Regions from separate parts of the Oryctolagus cuniculus genome. Here region 1 is linked to region 2. Evidence: chromatin contacts called from public Micro-C data. All regions are on one chromosome and are shown on one strand. Each heading gives the region's core, a stretch centred on a gene start, on an enhancer-like site or on the middle of the called end of the contact. The rest is flanking DNA. Distances are from core to core; before and after follow the strand shown.

Evidence for each region. A called contact is a pair of places that touch in the nucleus more often than the background predicts.
Region 1: a contact with region 2 is called in a Micro-C map of ear pinna, with 5 times the contacts expected there. The contact joins the promoter of RMI1 here to the promoter of UBQLN1 in region 2. A contact is called at or near these places in 2 of 6 Hi-C or Micro-C datasets (ear pinna and an unstated tissue).

The regions. Positions count from the first base shown.
Region 1 is chr1:134,953,947-134,957,390 of mOryCun1.1, forward strand. RMI1 (RecQ mediated genome instability 1) reads left to right here and starts at 1,460. Exons shown (of 4, transcript XM_051833755.2): 1 at 1,460-1,703. It also overlaps a transcript of HNRNPK not described here.
Region 2 is chr1:134,663,689-134,666,993 of mOryCun1.1, forward strand. UBQLN1 (ubiquilin 1) reads right to left here and starts at 1,891. Exons shown (of 11, transcript XM_070048911.1): 1 at 1,446-1,891. The coding sequence starts at 1,625. LOC138843811 (a long non-coding RNA gene) reads left to right here and starts at 2,219. Exons shown (of 4, transcript XR_011378822.1): 1 at 2,219-2,405; 2 at 3,135-3,305.

The sequences.
Region 1 (3,444 bases), core at 210-2,709, 290 kb after region 2:
TCTCAGAAATCTCTCAAGTTTACAAATACAAGGACAGATGCAAGCCATATCCAACAGCCAGGGGGACGAATCGAAAAACCCGATACGGCAACAGACCCAAACCGCTACTACCATTCTGATTACTGAACAGGACCCTTGACCACAACTGGCGGAACAGTGTGAATTAGGTTAAAACACTTCGCCCTAACCATTAGCTGAACCCTGAAACACACTCTGCAGTGTTCGAAAGGCATGGGGTCTCTCCTAGCTTTTCTTAGGAGCCACAGGGGTCGACAAACGGCTCCACGAGAATGGCCAGAGAGCGCAAACTTAAAAAAAAAAAAAAAAGCTTTCTTCCCTAACACTGGTCTCCTAACGGCTAACGGAAACGGTAACTCCCGGCCCGGCACACAGTCCTATTCTGAGTTTTAGCTAGGGTGGCTGGAGTTGAAACGCAGCGTCTACCGTCAAGAGTGCGGGGGCCGCGCGCAGCTCAACCTCGAGGCACCGCAGTCCCCACTCCGCAGACCCCGCAGCCACTCGGGGAGCGCCCGCCCCCGCGCTGCCCCCTCTTCGCCTCCCGACACCGCGACTGCCAATAGCCGAGCCGGCCCGGGCGCAGAAAAGGGCCAAAGCCGACGGCAAAAAAAAAAAAAAAAAAAAAAAAAAAAAAAAAAGCCGCACCTCCGCTTGCCGCGACCCGACAGGAAATGGCGGCCCGCGTAATGGCGACTACGTGCTCCGAGGCGGAGCCGAGCGCGGACCCCCTCCCCCACCCACCACGCGGTCCCGCGATCGCGTCCCCCGCACCCACCCACCCCCGCCAGCGCCCGAAGGAGACAAAGCCACCGAGGCCGTTCCCCCAACCCCTGGCCCGGGGGGAGCCGCACAAAGAGCGCTGCAGCGTTCGCACCGCCTCCGACTCCCGACCGCCGGCCGCCGCTTCTCCTCACACACGCAGCGCCCGGCTCCCAACGCCGCCTAACTACAGGCCCTCCCCAAGCAGGCACGTGCCTCGCGGTCCCCCGGAGGGTCTGACACCGCGGCGCGGACTGCAGATAGACGCTCAGGGAAATGGCGGAGGTGGGGGAGGGGAGGCGGCCACCGTTTGCCCTCCCCCCCTCTCCGAGAAGCGGCCAACCACCAACAGCCCCCGGGAAAGCCTCTCTCCAGCGGAGAAGCCGGGCTCCGACCCTCGTCCCCGCGCGCCGCCCGCTCGGCGCCGCTCCTCACCGCGCGAGGCCGCCGTCCCTTCGCCCGCCGCGCCGCCTCAGCCGGTCACAGCTAGACAGAGAACGAGCGCGAGCCCCCCTCCCCCGCCTCCCGCCCCCTTACCCCCGCCGCCGCGCCCGATTGGCTGCGCGAGCTTCGGCGGTGGCGCGAGTGCGAAGCGATTGGCCGCCGACCGCGCCAGTCAGGGCCACGGCGGCCACAGCCCCGCCCCCCGCCGGCGCCTCCCTTCGGGCTGTGAGGCCACGAAGGGCCTGAAAGAAAACCCGGGCTGGGACGAAGTCAGCCGCAGCCTTCCGGGGAGGCCTAGCCCGTGTCTAAAGCCGCAGTTCCTAAGCCCCAGTAACTCCAATTACCTAGAGCCCGCAGACAGGAGGTCGAGGTCGGTGCGGCAGAGAAACAGAGGATAATGGCGTCTGCAGTGCCGTCGCCTGGAGCGCCCTCCTCCTCGCTCGCTCGCGCACTCGCTACCTAGGGGGAGGGAAGGGGAGAAGGTATCGCGAGAACCGGCCTCGTTCACGCGCACGGGGAGGGGGCGGCGCAGGGGCGTCTTCGAGGGCAGACGGCGTCTGTCGGGACTGGGGGAGGGGCTGAAGCGCGCGGGAAATCGGGCGGGAAGAGGCAAAAAAAAAAAAAAAAAAAAAAAAAAAATCGTTCGCGGGCTCGCAGGGCCGAATTCCGTGCTCACCGTTGCGGGCCCGCGGTGGCGCGAGCGGACGGCGGGACGCCCAGGTCGGTGCTCGGCCCCGGGGGACGCCCGGCCCCCACCGTCCACACGTCGCGGGGTCCCCGGGACGCCCCCCGGCCGCGCCCGGCTTGCGGGGCGGTGCGGGACGGGACCCCCGGAGGCCCGGCCGGCGAGCGGGGTCCCGGGAAGGAAGCGCGGGGCGAGCCCGAGTCCGGGCCGGCGTCCGCGCTCGGTCCTGGTTGGGGGTGGCGGGAGGACCCCAGGCTTTTTTTTTTTTTTCCTCCGTTTCTGACGAGATTGTTCATTCTTTTCCTTGTTTTGAAGAACGCGGTGGAGGGGATCATTTATAGTGTTGTCGTAGTTTATTGCAGTTTCGGGAAGTAAATATCGCATTCGTCTGAACCGAGTGCGGATGGCGGGAGCACGTTGTGTGGGCGTCGGAGTCGGGTTCCCTTCGCTCTTGCCGCGCCCGCCCGAGCCGCGGGCACCGGGACCGTGCTGCAGGCTGACAAAACCCCTCGCCCTCACCTAGGTGTCCTTTCCTGCTGCTCCGCGCTCCCGCTTCGTGCCGATTCCTCTTCCCAGCCCCGGGGCCTAAGGCTTGATGACTTCTTTTGTTCAGGCCCCTAAGGTCACTCTGCGTCTGTGACAGACCTGGGTAGTCGCCGCCCTGAGTACCCGTTTTCCACGTCCTGAACGCCGCCTTGCACCTGCGGGCGCGAACTTGTTGAGGCAGAAAGATGTTAACGTCGACACAAGGGCGCTAAACCCGCCGGGAGCAGAATACGTACTTTTTTTTTTTTTTTAAGTTGGTGATGGGTTTGTGCTGATTCATTCTTATTGCAACTTAATTCCCTTCTTCAACACTTTGCAAAATAGGATGCACCAGCGTCCTTTTAAATGCAGTGGTGACATCCATCCATCCATTCTCTCCCTGCCTGATTGGGAAGAAAACCCTTGGATGGTTGTAGGGGAAACTGAGGACTTCAGGATCTCAGCGTTGACATCTTGGGAGGGGAGTTAACAAATACAATTCAGGGATCACGTCCGGTGTTGTGGAGCTTCTAGAAGTTCTCTTTAAGTGGCGGTGTAATTTCCCATATCATGCAGCCCCTACCATGAAGGCTGTGCAGTCTTGTTGGTGATATTTAACTCACATTTTAGCTTTAAGATAGAAAATTCGGATTTTTATGAAACGTTCAGCCAAGAATTGATGCATGTTTGTAGGGGCTCAGGGATACTTGCACTTACAGAGATTTCCTGTGCCAGTCAGGGTTGGCAACATTTAATGCGATAAAATCTGTCATCAGAAACCTGGAACGTTTCACTGATACTGATGTGCACGTAAGTGGGACTGTAATCATAGTACTTTCTTTGGAGTTCATGTTTCTGTTTCAGCCATCATTTTCTGTGTTGATAATCAGACATGAGGAGGAATTCCAAGCGTGCAGTGCTGTGTAGGAGCCTCCCAATTGCACTGGACCTGCTGGACCCTGACTGGCTCAGCCTCCAGATGGCATTGTGATGGAGTTGGTTGTCCCAACAGT
Region 2 (3,305 bases), core at 641-3,140:
ATCCATACAGTGGAAACTGCACAACAACTAAAAGGAGTAACTACTCATACAGGCAAGAATGAATCTCACAAACATCATGCGGGGAGGAGGGAGCCTTACCCAGAGGAGTACATTACATACTGTATGGTTCCACTTAAGTTCTGGAACACGCGAACGTGACATATGGTGACAAGAAACAAAACAAAAGTTGGGGGGTGGGGCAGTGACTGAACTGACTGGGACAGGCAAGAGTAAACTTTCTAGTCAGTCAGGAAGAGAATACTCTACACCTTGTTACCAGCTTGACCTACAAAGACGAAGGCATTTGAGAACAGAATGGCAACCCTGGTGAATTTCATGTCAAATTTACCTAAAAGGGGGGGCGCCTCAAGTTAATGACGCACACAATGCTTGGCAATGCCTTTCAGGTTTACACATACCGACATCAGCAACTCGGAAATACATCCAAGACGCAGTCTATTACAACAGAGGAGACAGCTGAGCGAATGCAGGAAAACACTGATCTCAGGCGAGGGTCACCCTCGTGGCTCGTCTTCCAGCCGTTCTACACGTATATAAACATGTCAAGGAAAACTGTTAAGGATGCTGGGAGACAAAAACAGAGTGATGGAGTTGATCAGGAGGTCCCACACTCCTCACCGCTCCACCAAGCACGGCCCCACCGCGCTCCGTCCCCAGGGCCGGCTCACACCCAGGCCGGGACCGGGTGCTCGTGCGAGCGGGCTTCCCGGGTGACCCGCGGAATCCGTACCACTGAGTATCTGCTCATCTCCACTAACTCCACTTTGTTTCCGCTCACCCACTCACGACTGCTGTACCCGCTCAGTCGCTGCAGCCCCTCTAAAACGCAAACAAAACCCCACCCGACGGGGCATCCCAAAGACCACAAATGCAATACAATAAAGAAACAGGAAGTCATCAATGAACGAAAGTCGTCCGCTTCTCTCCTTTAGGCCTAAGACGTGGCTGAAAGCAATTCCTACGTCATAGTCGATTTTTTTTTTTTAAATCAGGCTGGAAAGCAGGAAAGGTTTCGGCAGTCAAAACGCAGAATGCGATGCACGCGCTGCTCACCCCGATACCCACCCCAACCCGCGGGCAGGTGGAACAAAGCACACACACGCACACGACCCCAACCGCACCGCCTCCAAGATCCGCCGCACAAAACCGCAGCCCGCACCGGCGCGGACCCCCGGCCCCGCCCGCAGGCAGCCGCTGGTCCCTTTCCTTTGTGCGGAGCTGCAGGGGAGGCGGCGGCGGGCGGGCAGCTGGGCACCGGGGGACGCGAGGACGGCTCCGGGCCCGGCGCGGCGGGGCGGCCCCGACACGGACCTCGGCGGACCGAGCCCCCAACCTGGGTGCCACCCGCGGCGGCCTGAGACCCGCAGGGCAGCCCGCGGCACCTCCCGAGGCCCACCCGAAACCGGCCGCTCCGGCCGCCTCACCTGCTGGACCGAGCTGTTCTCGGGCACGGCGAACTCCTCCTTCTCCTTCGGGGTCTTCACGGTGACTTTCATGATCTTGGGCTCCGCCGAGGCGGCGGCGGCGGCGGCGCCAGCACCTTCGGCCGCGGCGGCGCCGTCCTGCGAGCCCGCAGGGCCGCCGCTTTCACCACTCTCGGCCATGGCGGCGGCGGCGGCGGCGGTGACTCAGGCGAGCAGGAGGGAGCGGGCGAACGAGGGCGAGCCAGGCGACGCCAGAGCCGGCCGGCCCGGGCGGCGGGGAAGGCAGGGCAACGCCGCCTCGGGGCCGCCCTGGCAGCCGGGGAGCCGCGCTCGCTGGGGGGCCGGCGCAGGCAGGCCCGACTCGGGCGCTCGGCAGCCGCCGCGGAGTCAGCCGCCGCTCGCTCGCAGCGACATCCGCAGCCGCCGCCGCCGCTTCCTCCTCCTCCTCCCCGCCCCTCCCCCACGCTCCTGCGCCGGCGCCGCGCGGGGCACGCCGGGTAACGCGGCCGGCGACGGCGCCGAGTCATCCCCCGGCCGGCGCGCTTTGGGGGGCTCCGGCTCGGTGTCTCTTCCTCTCCCGCCCAAAGTGTGGGAGAAAGAGCAAAATGGGGCGAGTTGAGGCTTTTCATTTTTTTTTAACAGCTCCCCTTTCACCACACACACACACTTCACCAAAAAATAAAACGCGGTGTCCGGGCGCACTGTGGCGGCGCGCCGCGATGACGTCACGGGTAGCGAAATTACTAGAAAGGGGTTCGACCACTGAGGGCCGCGGCCGAGTGTGCGCCTGCGCGCTCGTGATCCCGGTAGTCTCCCCACCCTTTTACGTCGCTCCCCGACTCTGCGGTGGGCGAGGAGTCGCCTCGCCTCGCCTCGCCTGGCCTGGCCTGCTGGCTTCTCCCCGACTTAGGTTTCCGTGTCCGGGACCCGTGGCGGGGAGCGTCTGGGGGTTAATTAGCGGTGAGGGGGTTTGTTATTTCACTATGCTAGGTGTTGCGTGCGTGGAAGACGTCAAGGCGTGTTGTGGCTGTTCTGGGCACGGGAGTTGGAGGACAGTTAACGGAGGAGGGGGAAAGGTGTTCATCACGGCGGGAGGAGGATGGAGTGGGCGCTTGGGACCCCTGCGCAACCCGCGGGGTCGCCGCTGGGGGCTGCGCTTCCCGCCCTCGAGCGAGGTCGCGGCGGCTCCCCCGGGGCCCAGCCGCTGTCCATTTCCTACTCCATCCCAGTTCCTGTTTTAGGTGACACCTAGGATCGGTCAACCTGTCTCGGTGCGCGCAGGAGCAGGAAGTTAGTGTACCTCTGAGAAGCCAGCGTTTGCAAATTATGTCATCGTTTGGTTTAAAGATGACTTGCAAGCAAAGTACAGCCCAGTACCTTGTATTAAGCAGTATTGCCCAATTGTAAACCCTGAGCGCCCGCAAGGGCCCCGGTTAAGCACATACACACACACACACACACACACACACACTGTTTTTGCACTCCTTTAGGCCTAAGACGTGGCTGAAAGCAATTCCTACGTCATAGTCGATTTTTTTTTTAAATCAGGCTGGAAGACAGGAAAGGTTTCGGCAGTCAAAACGCAGAATGCGATGCACGCGCTGCTCACCCCGATACCCACCCCAACCCGTTCTATAATAAATACTGTTGTATAAACACTGGGTTTTTGTTTGTTTGTTTGTTTAGCAGGAGCCTGTGGGGACTGTATCTACAAGAAGTTCTGAAGGTATAGATTGCAATGAAGATAGCATTTGGTGGCACCTGCATTTCTGCCAGTACTGTGAACCAACCTGAAGAAGGGCCCCCTGCTGATGGGTGTTACTTGGTTATGTGTAGTGTGCAGTAATCAATACTTCTGCA